Regions from separate parts of the Mus musculus genome. Here regions 1 and 2 are each linked to region 3. A link is a contact called in public HiChIP or PLAC-seq and promoter capture Hi-C data. All regions are on one chromosome and are shown on one strand. The core of a region is the stretch at or near the end of the contact, and the rest is flanking DNA. Distances in the headings are between cores, read along the strand shown.

The links. HiChIP or PLAC-seq counts read pairs in DNA pulled down with a chosen protein or histone mark. Capture Hi-C pulls out chosen DNA fragments and counts their contacts.
Region 1: a FOXA1 HiChIP or PLAC-seq map of pancreatic cancer cells shows a contact between it and region 3. The contact joins the promoter of Srr here to the promoter of 4931413K12Rik in region 3. A contact is called at or near these places in 3 of 39 promoter capture datasets (hippocampal neurons, liver and pre-B cells), 1 of 484 Hi-C or Micro-C datasets (embryonic stem cells) and 4 of 115 datasets of contacts at active chromatin or transcription factors (extraembryonic endoderm stem cells, forebrain, memory CD8 T cells and 1 more).
Region 2: a promoter capture Hi-C map of liver shows a contact between it and region 3, with 2.5 times the contacts expected there. The contact joins the promoter of Vps53 here to the promoter of 4931413K12Rik in region 3. A contact is called at or near these places in 4 of 39 promoter capture datasets (hippocampal neurons, maxillary cranial neural crest, pre-B cells and 1 more) and 3 of 9 other capture datasets (adipose tissue, liver and pancreatic islet).

Annotation. Positions count from the first base shown.
Region 1 is chr11:74,923,315-74,927,785 of GRCm38.p6, reverse strand. It overlaps Srr (serine racemase), which reads left to right and starts at 1,838. Exons shown (of 9, transcript NM_013761.5): 1 at 1,838-2,167. It overlaps Smg6 (Smg-6 homolog, nonsense mediated mRNA decay factor (C. elegans)), which reads right to left and starts at 1,932. Exons shown (of 19, transcript NM_001002764.2): 1 at 1,783-1,932. The coding sequence starts at 1,870.
Region 2 is chr11:76,177,182-76,181,882 of GRCm38.p6, reverse strand. Vps53 (VPS53 GARP complex subunit) reads left to right here and starts at 2,245. Exons shown (of 22, transcript NM_026664.4): 1 at 2,245-2,470. The coding sequence starts at 2,384. It also overlaps a transcript of Tlcd3a not described here.
Region 3 is chr11:75,593,516-75,598,178 of GRCm38.p6, reverse strand. It overlaps 4931413K12Rik (RIKEN cDNA 4931413K12 gene), which reads left to right and starts at 3,379. Exons shown (of 2, transcript NR_166698.1): 1 at 3,379-3,645. The region is part of intron 2 of Pitpna (phosphatidylinositol transfer protein, alpha); the gene reads right to left.

The DNA.
Region 1 (4,471 bases), core at 589-3,088, 670 kb after region 3:
AATATTAAGCAATTCCTTTTACAATCTTCAACACCATTCATCCTCACCAACTCTCTAACAACAACCAACAGAATCATTTCATGAAAATACTGCCTAGACTATGTCATTAGAATACTGAGACTAACTGCTACTATGATGATAGAATATAAGAAGAAAAAAAAAAGTTCCACTAGAGGAGCTTTTCCTAGGCACCAATGGGCGAATTGTGACACGCTCTCAAAGGACCAAAGGACTCAAGAACAGTAGAGCCCAGCCAAATCCATGCCTCCAAATCCCAGCACTTGGGGAGTGACAGCAAGATCAAGAGTTCAAGGCCACAGAGTTTGAAGCTTACTTGGACTATATGAGACTCTGTCTCAACAAAGGAAAAGAGGAAGAGGAGGAGGAGGAGAGGACTTTATAAACCACTCTCCAAGCTCCACTGAGTAGCAAACAGCTTTTTTTTTGTAAGTATCTGTTGCTTACAGTGGAGAGACTACTAAAAATACCTACTAAACAGTTCATAAGTGACAGGAACTAGTGAGAATATTATCCAGTACTCAAGTTATATAAAATCCTAGTACAGAATTATAATGTATATACAAATGCAAACAAGCTGGTAGCCAAGTATTTATACACCTGCATCTATACCCACTTTTGTTTGGGGGATGGGGTGGGGGCGAAACTAAAATTTTAGGTTTCTGACTTGAAAGTTGGGTATGGTGGCATATGCATATAATTCCAGCACTCTGAAGGCTTCAGTCAGGAAAAGTATCCAAACTCAAGGCCAGGTTGGGTTACACAGTAAATTCAAGGCCAGTATTGGCTACAAGGTGAGACTTTGTCTCAAAAGAAAAACAAACACAAAATAAAAGATACTGCTGCCTTGGCAAAAGTTTAGCTTCTCCACCAAATGTGAACCAAGATAAAGCCGTTTAACCTCAGCACCCTGAGTAAACTTTTAAACTTAGTTTTGGGGCGGAGCCAGGAGAGGTGGTGACTACTATTTTCCAGAGGAGAGAGAGAAAACAGCCTGGTTAATCCAATTCAGTTGGCCAATAAAAACCAACCTCACAAATTCTAGCCACAATCCTAGAGAAGGTATCTTCTGTAACTGTCATCCTAAGCAACACTGGCTAATGAAGGAGACCAGACACCAAAATATTTCTCGCGCTTTTCTGATGCGAATGGAGACTGGCAAATTAAGCATTCTCTCTGATCACAACTGCTCCCACACACGCCAAGACCAAAACAAAACCGAGTCAGCTCTCTGAGGTCCTGGATCCCTCCAGTGGCCTAGCACTAGAAACCAGCCTTGGGGGGTGGGGGGGGGGGGTAAGTTCAGCAAAGGAAGTCCTAGCCTGTTAAGCCTTTCTCCTCAATTTCCCCAGCTCCTCCTCTCCGACGCGGAACGGAGGACTACGGAAAGGTACACATACACAGACTATTCTTTTGGGAACAATACGTCTCGGGGCCTCTACCGGACCCTAGCACCCAAGCCAGTTCGTGTCTCCTCCGGACTGGAACTCAGGCGCTGGCGTGAGAGGGTTAGGGCACCGGAGAACAACCACGGCGCCGCGCCGAGCAAGAGGGCGGAGGCTGAAACTCGCGCTTGGGCTCTGCCCCGAGGGCCCGAGGGAGCGGAGCGACAGCCTCGCTGTCTCCCAGGGGCCGCCGCAGGCCCGGGCGCACTGTTGGGGAAGGGGCGGGGGTTCGGAGCGCCGCGGACGGGGCGGGGAGGAGGCAGAGGAGAGGGAGGCGGGGCGGGCAGGCCCGGCCCAGCAGCTGGGCGGCGCAACTCACCTCTGCTCCCGGCCTGCGGAGCCAGAGTGGCCAGGATCCCTCGCAGTTCCGATGCGGAGATCCGCACACGCTCCAACCCCTCCGCCATCTTCGCGGCGGCTGCTACAGCTGCGGCGACTCGGCCACCGCCGCGCGCAGCCAGGAAACCACGACGGACGGGCGGCGCGCGCTCACCCACTCCCACCCTTTTCCCCGCCCCCCTCCTGCCTGCCCTCCCCAAACGACGGTGGCCGCACTGGGAGCAAAAGCATTCAGCACGTTCAACTAGGGCCTTGCCGGAGCGGGCGAATCGGCCGCGGAGACGGCGTGTGCGCGTGCGCAGAGGTGTAAAGCTAGGACGGTCCGCCGAGGCTCGGAGGTGGAGGCGCAGCGCTCTGGAGGCGAGGTGAGGCGCAGCCAGGTGTGACTCGCCCATGTCAGGTGGGCATTCGGGTCTAGGGATGCCAGTATTGCTGCGGTGACCACCGAGGACACTGCTTTTGATCTGGGGCTCGGATTGACGGAGACATCCTACAACCCGGCCTCCTCCGATCATTTTAGGCCGAAGTCTCCTTACCGTAGGCCTGGATTGTGGAGTTTAAATATCTTTTATTATTATCCCCATTACTGGTAAACGGAATCTCAGAGAGTGGAAGAAGTAAATTGCTCCGTGTATCGTTTGATTGTACCAGAGTACTAAAGTCTATGACAGTTCATCCCTAAGACTTGCTGGAGGTCGTTGTGTGGAGGTAAAAAAAGAAGGAAATTATTCGATCTGGGAATTACTGTTAGCATTGAGAATTTTTTAAAATTACTTTTTTAGTACTCAAGTCAATTCTCCCATCTTTACATCTTTAAATTTTTACTGATGCTGGTAAAAATAGCTCATTCTTATATTCACGGTACTTCAAAGGCTGTGGTGGGAGCATTGCAAGTTCAAGCCTGGGCAACATAGCACATTTGAGGCTAATCAAGGCAACATATTAGAAGACCTTGTCCCCCAAAAAGGAAGCAAAAAGTTAATTAGACTAGAAGATGGGTACTTTAAGCTCATTGACCATTAACTCCTATTAGAAACGGTGGGGTGGAGAAACTTCCTATCCAAAGACTGCCTTTCTCCAGTCTTTCCTTCTTCCCTGTCTCACACAGTCATTGACCCTTTAGACCTCAAAAAGTAATAACCAGTTATGCCTTGATCATAGTATAAAATATTTGATAGTACTCATACAGTTCCTGTTATGTGACAGATATTTCACCATCAAAAGAGAAAAATGCCGGGCGCACGCCTTTAATCCCGCACTGGGGGAGGAGGGGCCGGCAGAGGCAGGCGGATTTCTGAGTTCGAGGCCATCCTGGTCTACAAAGTGAGTTCCAGGACAGCCAGGGCTATACAGAAAAACCCTGTCTCGAAAAACCAAAAAAGAGAGAGAGAGAGAGAGAGAAAGACAATGACTGAGAAATAGTCAACAGCTCAAATGAATGGGTATAATTAATTAGAGTGGCCAGAACAAATGGCAGTTTTTGTCAAAAGATTTGAGAGGAATAGGAAATATAAAAACTGCTTTGCTGGGGCTGGCAAGATGACTCAGCGGGTAAGAGCACTGACCTGCTCAGGACCAAAGGTCCTGAGTTCAAATTCCAGAAACCACGTGGCTCACAACCATCTGTAATGAGATCTGGCGCCCTCTTCTGGTGCGTCTGGAGTGAGAGGAGTTGACTAGAGAGAGCTGGTCCTACCAGAGCAAGCAGAGTTGATCCAAAGGTCCTAAAATTCCCAGCAACCACATGAAGGCTCAGAACCTACAGCTACAGTGTACCCACATACAGTAAATAAATAAATCTTTAAAAACAAAACAAAACAAAAAAAACCTGCTTTGTGCTCCTGGCATGATAGCACATGCTGTAACTCTAGCACTTGGGAGGAAGATCAAACTTTAAGGCTGTGTTCCACCATTGAGTCCATTGAGTTTAAAGCTAAACCAAAGAACATGTAGACTCTATCTCCAAAACATAAGCCAGACATGGTAGCACATGCCCAGCACCAAAAATACACAGGCAAGAGGACAGTTTGGTCTACATAGTGAGTTCCAGGCCAACTAGAGCTATATAGTAACACCTGTCTAAAAAACACTAACAACAGGGTTTTTTAAAATTTATTTGTTCATTTAATGTATATACACTGTACATTAATGTATAGTACACTGTTGCTGTCTTCAGACACACAAGAAGAGGGCATCAGATCCCATTACAGATGGTTGTGAGCCACCTTGTGATTGCTGGGAATTGAACTCAGGACCTCTGGAAGAGCAGTCAGTGCTCTTAACTGCTGAGCCATCTCTCCAGCCCAACAATAGGATTTTTTACATTTTTTTAAAGATTTATTTATTATTATACATAAGTACACTGTATCTGTCTTCAGACACACCAGAAGAGGGCGTCAGATCTCATTGTGGATGGTTGTGAGCCACCATGTGGTTGCTGGGATTTGAACTCAGGACCTTGGGAAGAGCAATCAGTGCTCTTACCCGCTAAGCCATCTCTCCAGCCCCCGGATTTTTTTTTTTAAACCCTAACTTGAAGCTGGGTATGGTATCAAACATCCCTAACCCCATGACTCTGGATGCTAAGGCAAGAAGATACAAGAGTTCCCAGTTAGCCTTGCTGTACATACAAGGAGTGCAGGCAACACTTGGGAAATGAAGCAAGAAAA
Region 2 (4,701 bases), core at 996-3,495, 580 kb before region 3:
CTCTCTCTCTCTCTCTCTCTCTCTCTCTCCTCTCACTCTACCCCGCTTTCACCTTTCAGCTTTACCTTATTTTTATCTCTTAATTCTTCGTGTATGGGTGTTTTGCCTGTATGTATATGTGTAGACCGTGTGCATGCCTGGTGTCCAAGGAAGCTATAAAAGGGTGCTGGCTCCCTTGGAACTGGAGTTACAGACTGATGTAAGCCACCATGTGGGTGCTGGGAATTGAATCCAGGTCGTCCGGGAGATCAGCCAGTGCTCTTAACTGCTGAGCCATCTCTCTGTCCCCTTTATTTTTAAATTATGTATATGTGCATCTTGTGTGTGGGTGTTCCTGGAGGGGATGTCTGATGCCTTGGAGCTGGAGTTCCACGGTGGCCAGCTGCTCAATGAAGGTGCTGGAAACTGAACTTAAGTCCTGGATCCTCTGGAAGAACAACAAGCATCTTTAATGGCTCAGCTATCTTGCCAGCCTTTGTTTTTTGATTTTTAAGACAGAATTTCATTACATAGTCCAGCTAGCCTCAAACTCTCCATCTTTCTGCTTCAGGTCCCAGAATCCTGGTATTTATAGGCATGTGCCACCACATCCAGACAGCACCTATGGTTTCTGATAATAAAAGTACCATATGGAGAAAAAAAAAAAAAAAAGCTGGGCAGTGGTGGCGCATGCCTTTAGTCCCAGCACTTGGGAGGCAGAGGCAGGCAGATTTCTGAGTTCGAGGCCAGCCTGGTCTACAGAGTGAGTTCCAGGACAGCCAAGGCTACACAGAGAAACCCTGTCTTGAAAAACAAACAAACAAACAAACAAACACAAAAAAAAGTACCATATGTTGATTGTAGATGTGTGGGAAAATAAAGAAAAAATATATTTCCCTGTCATTTGCTTTTGGTTGAGACAGTACATTTTCCTTATCCACCTACTCTTCACCTTCCAAGTGTTGGGATTATAGGCTTGTACCATCACACCCAGCCAATTTTGCTCTCAGAAATAAATATTCTGCTTTCTGAAATACACTGTGCATATATCGCTATGTCATTAAATAATTGTCAAAATAATACTTTTATGAGTCAATAATATATGTGTGGAGGTTAGAGGGTAACTTGTGGAAGTTAGAACTCTCTTATCAACATGTGGGTTCGATGGATGAATTCAAGCATCAGGCTTGAGGGCAAATGCTCTACTGGCTGAGCCATCTTGATGTCTCTCACAGTCCTCCTGCAATTATATTTTAAAGCATTCTTTTGTTGCTGTTGCTAAAACTTATACTACTCACACATTTTTGGGGGGCAAACTAAAACAACAATAAAATTCCATTCCTAAAACTATAATGTTTTTTAAAAACTAAAAAAAAAAAAGCAAATTATATTATTCCTGAAGCAATTTTTATAAAACTATATGTACGGAAAAAAAAAAAAAAGTTCAGCAGGGCCAGATACTCCTCTGTCGAGGTTTTCACAATGTTGAACTGGTAAGGCAACCCTTCCCTTGGCTGCAATTCCATCATTGTTCCAGTGCCTGCTGGAAAAGCGGTTCCACAGGGCTATCTGGCTCCTCTTTTTGTAATGTACGCGGCTAAACACCCTAACATTTCCTGTACTACCTGCCTAAGTTTGCATAATACTTCCATATTTAATGTCACCCCATCTAACGTAGTGTAAGCAGGGCAGATGGGAATACTTTGTTCAAGATCATAAGGTTATCAAGGGTGTAAATAAGGATGTACAGCCCGGACATTCGGTCTCAAAAACCAAACACTTCCCAGCGTTGGGTCGCTTTTCTCCTTACTCCCCACCCTAGCGAGGAGGCTTCAGACAATTCTGCCCAGTAGATCCTTATCTAAGGAGCAGAAGCTCTCCCAAACCTCAAATGTCTTTGGCAACACTGCCACTTACCAGCTGGGGTCATTTCACTCCCGATGGCAGGGGGACACAGACTGCCCTAGACCAAGGGGATCCAGCGAGCGGGTTGCACGTTGGCTTCATGGCCAGCGGGGCTTATTGCCCATCCATTGGGACACTGCCGTGGCTACCGCTCTCTGGGGCGCCCGGGCGACACTACGGCGCTGGTGGGGGATGCGCCCTGGGCGAAGAAGAGAGGGCTTTCAATCTTAAGAACCCGCCGCGTGCGAACAGGGAACTTGAGGTTAAGGGTTGTCTGGAGATTTTCCAGGGACTTGACAGCCATGCCTGCGGAAGTCAGTCCTCCGCTATCCCAGAGTCCCCCGGTTCCCGGAAGTGCCCAGTTCTCCGGAAGTGCCAGGCTAGCCGAGTAAGTAGCGGCTCCCTCGAGCCCCGTACCTGGAGGCTTGCTCTTCTGGGGTCCTGGTGACAGACAGGTCGCGAGCAGGATTGGAGAGGGCGTCGGGGGCTGAGCGGCGGGATGATGGAGGAGGAGGAACTGGAGTTTGTGGAGGAGCTGGAGGCTGTGCTGCAGCTCACGCCAGAGGTGCAACTCGCCATCGAGCAGGTGAGCGCTCCACCCCCTCGGGAGGAAGCTGCGGTGGAAGGGGCAGCTCTAGGCCAGGGTCGAATCTCCCCTGCTAGGCTGGAAAGGTGGCGGTTCTTATGCTGAGCGGAAGTCTGGATGGTGGTAAAGGTGGGGATGGGTTTTTCAGCCTGGGGACCGAACACGTCTTCTCTAGGCTCTGTGTTTCCGAGGTTGTTACGCCCTGCTGAGTTTGGGCCGAGCTGTCCTCTTTGACAGGATAAACCTAGAGGGAGCCCCGTGACTAGAGAATTCGGATTATGGTTGATTTTAAGACTCTATTCATTTTCCAGCTAGTGCGGCTTCTTCCATTTCTCTGGTTAAACTCTTGGAGTGGTTTGGAATTGGCAGTGGGATACTTCCATTGCGGAAACGAATGACAGAATAGGGTTGTGGGGCGGCATACTGGAAAATGACCCTTGTGCTGGTGTGCGCGTGCGCGCGCACTTGACACTCGCTGGAGTCATCTGGGAAAAGGAAGCCTCAGTTGAGAATTGCTTCCATCAGATTGGCCCACGGGCAATCTGTGGGGGCATTTTCTTGGTTGATGCTGTAGAATGGCCCAGCCCACTGTGGGAGGTACCACCCCTGGGCAGCAGGTTCTGGATTGTATAGAAAAGCAAGCTGAGCAAGCCATGGAAAGCAAGCCAGTAAGTAACATTCCTTCGTGATTTCTGCTCCATTTCCTGGCTTGGCTTCACCTGATGACGACATACTATAACCTGTAATCCAAATAAATTATTTACTTTACAAGTTGTTTTTGGTCATGCTGTGTTATCACAGCAATGTAAAGCAAACTAAGACAAATCTGTACCATAACTAAAAGACTGAGGGCTAGTGAGATAGTTCAGTGGGTAAAGGCACTGTGCCACCAAGCCTGCTGACCTGAGTCTCTTCCCCAGGATCCTCAAAATAGAGGGAGAAAACTACTCCTGGACAAAACACACATACACATGCACACGTCTCCCCAACCTCTGGTCTACAAAGTGAGTTCCAGGACAGCCAGGGATACACAGAGAAACCTGTCTTGAAAAACAAAAAAATAAAGTATTAATGGTCCATATATGCTAATTATTAGTAGTAGAATTATTTTACTTGGGCTACCTTCCCAATAGCCATTAAATGAGACACACTCTTTCTTTCCTTTCTTTTTTATTAGTATTGGAGGTTGAACAAATCCTTGGCACATGAGATAAGTGTCTTACCACAAAGCAATATCCATAGCTCCTAATGTGCTTCTTCTTACACTATAACCCCATGTCAGTTCCCTTAAGGAAGATCTTTCTCCCTCTATCAACAAAACCTTACAAAAACCTACACAGTTACTTCTAATATTATGACCATACATCTTAATATAGTTGACAGGAGACTTTAGTCAACAAAAAACTTCTTGTTGGGAAGAGAAGACTCTTAGGGATATTCTTTTTTTTTTTTTTTTAAAGATTTATTTATTATATGTAAGTACACTGTAGCTGTCTTCAGACACTCCAGAAGAGGGCGTCAGATCATGTTACAGATGGTTGTGAGCCACCATGTGGTTGCTGGGATTTGAACTTCGGACCTTCGGAAGAGCAGTCGGGTGCTCTTACCCACTGAGCCATTTCACCAGCCCCCAGGGATATTCTTTAGTGTCACCCAAATTGCAAAAATTCTCAACTTTGGGCTGGAGAGATGGCTCAGCGGTTAAGAGCACTGACTGCTCTTCCAGAGGTCCTGAGTTCAATTCCCAGCAACCACATGGTGGCTCACAACCACCTGTAATGTGTAATGTGGTCTGATGCCTTCTTCTGGTGTGTGTGAAGAGAACTACAGTGTACTCATATACATAAAACAAATAAATCTTTTTAAAAAATTCTCAACCTTTTAAGATTTGTACTGTATTTTTGTGTATGTGACCTGTGCATGAGTCCCCTTGAAATCCCTTAAACTGCCCATGCAGTACAGTGTCTAGACATCTTTTGGTAAATCTAGAATTTTTCTGCCAACACTGAGGCCTGGCATTCTCTCTATAGGTGTCACCGGATGAAGTAGCTTAAGTCAAGGGCTGCGTTGTGTGAAATCTGTTAATGCCTGGGATTAGACCCAGGAACAGGAAGAGAAGAATGAAGAAACTGGGAGCAGTTAGGAAGTGAATAACCCACTTCCTCATACCAGCTCACAATGACAGGCCCTGTTCCCAGCACTCCCTCTGCAAAGGGCTTTTCATTAATTCT
Region 3 (4,663 bases), core at 2,130-4,629:
TACAAGACCAAAGAGACAAGCATTATTCACAACAGTTGCACATGGCCCAGCTGCACTGCAGTCCACGATCTCCTGGACGTACAGTAGTCCTTGTCAAAATCTTCCCAGAGCAGTAAAGAACTCTGCTCTGTGGCATCTTGTACTTATTTTTATTTACTTTCTTTCTTTTACATTTTTTCCCAGTGCTAAGGATTGAACCCAGGGCCATAGGCATGCCAGGCTGCTAGGTAAATGTTCAACCACTGAGCTATATCCTCAGCCCCACCTTTTCCCCCTGCATTAAACTCCCAATAGCTGGGATTATAGGATCTTTTTAATCATCAGAAATATTCAATCTTATCCTCCCATTTTTATAAAGCCATGAGTTTCAAAAGAGCAGAGACTATACTTAATCTCACAGTATCATCCAGAAAAGATTGCATAGTCCAGGGTCTCCTCTGACCTGGACCCAGCTTTAGTATCAGACCCCTAAACAGGATCTCAGTTACTAACCATCTATCTCAAAGACCCTAAAGCTAAGCATGGCATCTCACACCTGGAACGGCAGCACTCAGAATGCTGGGGTAGGAGGATTGCTGTGAGCATGACGCAGCTTAAGCTACAGTGAGTTCTAGGCTATCTTTGACTACAGTGTGAGAGCCTGTGTTAAAAAAAAACCAAAACAAGCCAGGCAGTAGTGGTGCAGACCTTTAATCTCAGCACTTGGGAGACAGAGGCAGGCGGATTTCTGAGTTCGAGGCCATCCTGGTCTACAGAGTGAGTTGCAGGATAGCCAGAGCTATACAGAGAAACCCTGTGTATATGGTGGGGACGGGAATGGCAAACAAAAAACAAAACCCACAAGCAACAACAACAAAAAATAAACACATAAATGACCTGAAACCAAGACTTCAATTTCCTGTCAAAGAAAGCTCTCCAGTGCTATGTATCCCACAACCTCAGGCAAAAACTTAGCTCAGTCCACTTGCTTTCTCTCCTGTGTGGCTTTTCCTCACCCTGCAGGGACCTCAGAACCTCTCAAACAAGACCTCTTCAGAACTTCCCCATTCCCAGAGGGCTGAAGCCAGGCTCCTGCTCCCTGCCTTACAGATCCCTTCCTCAGGCTGTGCTGGCTGCGTGCCCCTCTGCCTTGGCAGTTGCTAGATGCAAAAGTCTGGTTTTCCTTTATTTGGGTCACATGTCACCCTATCAAGTCACTGGCCTCCTCTGACCCTCTCAGGACAGCTTGGTGTAGAACCGATGACTTAAAGACAGTGTCCAGGCCTAGCTCTGATCCCACCCCCATTTCCAAGAGAAATGAACTGGGAAAGAAACGCATGCCAAAGGCTCTGAGTGTGGTGGCCTGTAATCTCAGCACTCAGGAGGCAGAGCAGATGGATCTCTGGGAGTTCAAGGCCAGTCTGGTCAACATAACAAATTCTAGGACAGTCAGGGTTCATGTTTCAAAAACCACACAGAAGGCAAGAAAATGAACAGTGCAGAGAAAAACGAACAGTGGCAGAGCAGGAAATTACATCTATTCCAAAATGCATCTTCCCCATAGTAGCCAGGGCCAAGAAGGCCGAGGATAAACTAGACGAGAACTCGATTACCCAACCAGCTGAGGTGGACATAAAGCTTCCCTTGCCTTCTACATCCTCCCTGAAACTCCTGACACCCCAGGGGTGAGACGAGGGGTGTTCTCTCTCTCAGATCTAAAATCAAGTAGCTCTGGCATCAGCTCCAAGGCACAGCGCTGTCAGCTCTAAGAACAGGATGCAGAGCTCTGGGTCTGCTGTCACACCTGGACGCCTTCTCCACCTCAGCCCCTAAGCACTGCAAGAAAACTTCTGGGAGACATCTACAGGGTAGAGCAGTGGACTAGTACAGCTCACCAAGTTTCCAAAGCAAAAGCCCAGCACAGAATGCCAAGGAAAGGTAAGTGATCAAGGCTCAGTTAATCCTGTCAAAGAGAAACATTTGAGAGGCTAAGACAAGTTACCTCGATCTTGCTAATCCCGAGCAATACCCTTGCCGCTTTGGTGCCTCACGGGTGGCCACACTGCCCCTTGTGCCCTTCCAGTTCAACACCTGCTAAGGCACACTTGAAACCCATATCAAATGGGTCAGGGTTTGGCTGAGCCAGGGCTTCCTCCACATGAAGCAGCAGGACCTCTGCTTTGGAAAAGAGTCATAAGGACATTGAACAACTGACTCAGCAAATCCTAAAGGGCACGCTGGGGAGAGGGCCTGTGGGCAGGATTAGCTGCCGTGCTAGGAGTGCTCCTTGGAGAGGGGCCCTGGGGCCAGCAAAGACCACGGTCCTCAGGGATTCCCTTCAGGGGCAGATCAGAGGGCAGGCTCTAAGAGGATCAGTCTGTGTGCTAGCCTCTTCCCCTTTAATCTCTCTTGATATTCTGATCCCTTAATCCCAATCAGACAAGCAAGGCAGTTTTGTTAATCCAAAGAGGTAAAGAAGACAGATCTGTACAAAGTCCAAGTGAGGGACACCACGTCAGAAGGTTCCCTTTGGAACAACCAACCATTCTACATCCTGGGAAGGTTGCCAGATTCAAGACTGGGTGGCAGTAAAGGTGGGGGTTAGACCACAAAATCAGATAAGGGGCCCCAGGGAGACCTGGATCCAGCCTCCCTAGGTTGAGAACAATGTCACCTTGCCCTTGAGAGCTGTCCCCTTGTCCCATAGCCTATGTCACTCAGTAAAACAAAGAAGAGACTCTACCACTTGGATAATCAATCGAGTAGGAATCCAGGGAGATGAAATGTGCAGCAGAAACACTGAATGACATACATGAAGAAAAAGCAATACAGTTTGGCACAAGTGACCCACCCAGGTGGCTGTAGTCCCAGCACACAGGAGGCTAAGCCAAGAGGCCCACCATGAATTAGTTTAAGGCCACTGCACGCCACATACTGAGTATCAGGCTAGCCAAGGATATATAGTAAGACTCTGTCTCAAAAGTAAGAAAGAAAAACAGTACTCTGTTGACCCACCCATACAGCCCTGTCAGGTCAGGTTGCATTAGACGAAGGATGCCCTGAGCCTGCCCTGTCCACAGGAGGTGGGCCAGGAACACTGGTGGACACACCCATGTCAAACAGCCAGGGCTAAAGACTCTGGCCAAACAAACTAATTCTGCCCCCAAATATTGATTCAGGCATCAAGATGATTATAAATCTAGGGCCTTCTCCTTTCCTTTCTTCTCCCCAAATCAGAAGCTCCAAGGGTTCAAGTCCTGGTCTCCGATATAGGACATGAATCTGCCAGTCACACGACACTGGACTGTTCTCATGGGAACCACTGAAGAGTCACAAAGGGGTCATTGACAGAGACTCTAGGAGGGGGCTGTTCCTTACTTCTTTACTCTTCAATCCCCCATTCTAGAATTTTCTGACTATCCGGAACTAAGGTTCAAGCTACCGATGGAGCGACTTCCCCACAGCAGCCCTGCTGCCTTCCTGTCAGTGCTGTCTTGCCGAGTGAGACCAGGCTGAGGAAGGTCACAGACAGCTGAATCTGGACCAGCGACACTTCCCAGGCTCCTCCTGCTGGGCCCAGGCCCCGACTACCCTGCCCTCTCTCACCACTTCCGCCATGCTGCAGAGCCACCACAAGCTAAACTGCCAGCTGTGGGCGTCCTCAAGGTGGGCATTTCCCTTTTCTTCCAACCGTGGCACCCACCATGAAGCCAGGACAGCACAGGGATACCCCCAGACAATCCTGGGCCCCCCATTCTGCAGCACTCTCACAGTTCTCAGCCTTTGGCCCACCAAGAGACTCCATCTGATCCACCGTACCTGAAGTCCTACACGAAGACAATCCCACATCCCTGAGGGACATCTTTTTTTCCCCTTCTTTCTTTTCTGTTTGTTTTTCTTTGTGTAGACCCCTGTGCCGGGAGTAAAGGGAAGCACCACCACGCCCCGCTCTTTATCTTTTCTTTTCTTTTTCTTTTTTCTCTTTTTCTTTTTTTTAAGACAGGGTTTCTCTGTGTAGCCTTGGCTGTCCTGGAACTAACTCTGTAGACCAGGCTGGCCTAGAACTCAGAAATCAGCCTGCCTCTGCCTCCCAAGTGCTGGGATTAAAGGCGTGCGCCACCACGCCCGGCTCTTTATCTTTTCTTTTGAAACAGGCTATCCCTCTGCAGCCCAGGCTGTCCTGAGACTGACTTTGTAGCTCAGCTTTGATAATCCTGCCTCAGCCTCCCAAGTGTCAGGATTAGAAGTGTGAGCTACTCTTTTTTAAATTAATTTTATTATGAGATATCACAAAAATGTTATAAGGCATTTTATTACGTATCTTACTGTATGCCCAAGCTAGCCTCAAACTCTTTGATTTATCATTCTTCTGCCACTGGTATCCAGATCAGACCATGTTCAAGCTCACATCTCCCCCTCTCTCGCAGATCTCCACAGGTTCGTTTGTTCCTTTCTTTCTTTCTTCCTTCCTTCCTTCCTTCCTTCCTTCCTTTCTTTCTTTCTTTTTTTGGTTTTTCGAGACAGGGTTTCTCTGTGTAGGGTTTCCCTGGCTGTCCTGGAACTCACTTTGTAGACCAGGCTGGCCTCGAACTCAGAAATCCACCTGCCTCTGCCTCCCAAGTGCTGGGATTAAAGGCATGCGCTACCACCGCCCAGCTTCTCCACAGCTTTCAAGTACACAGTA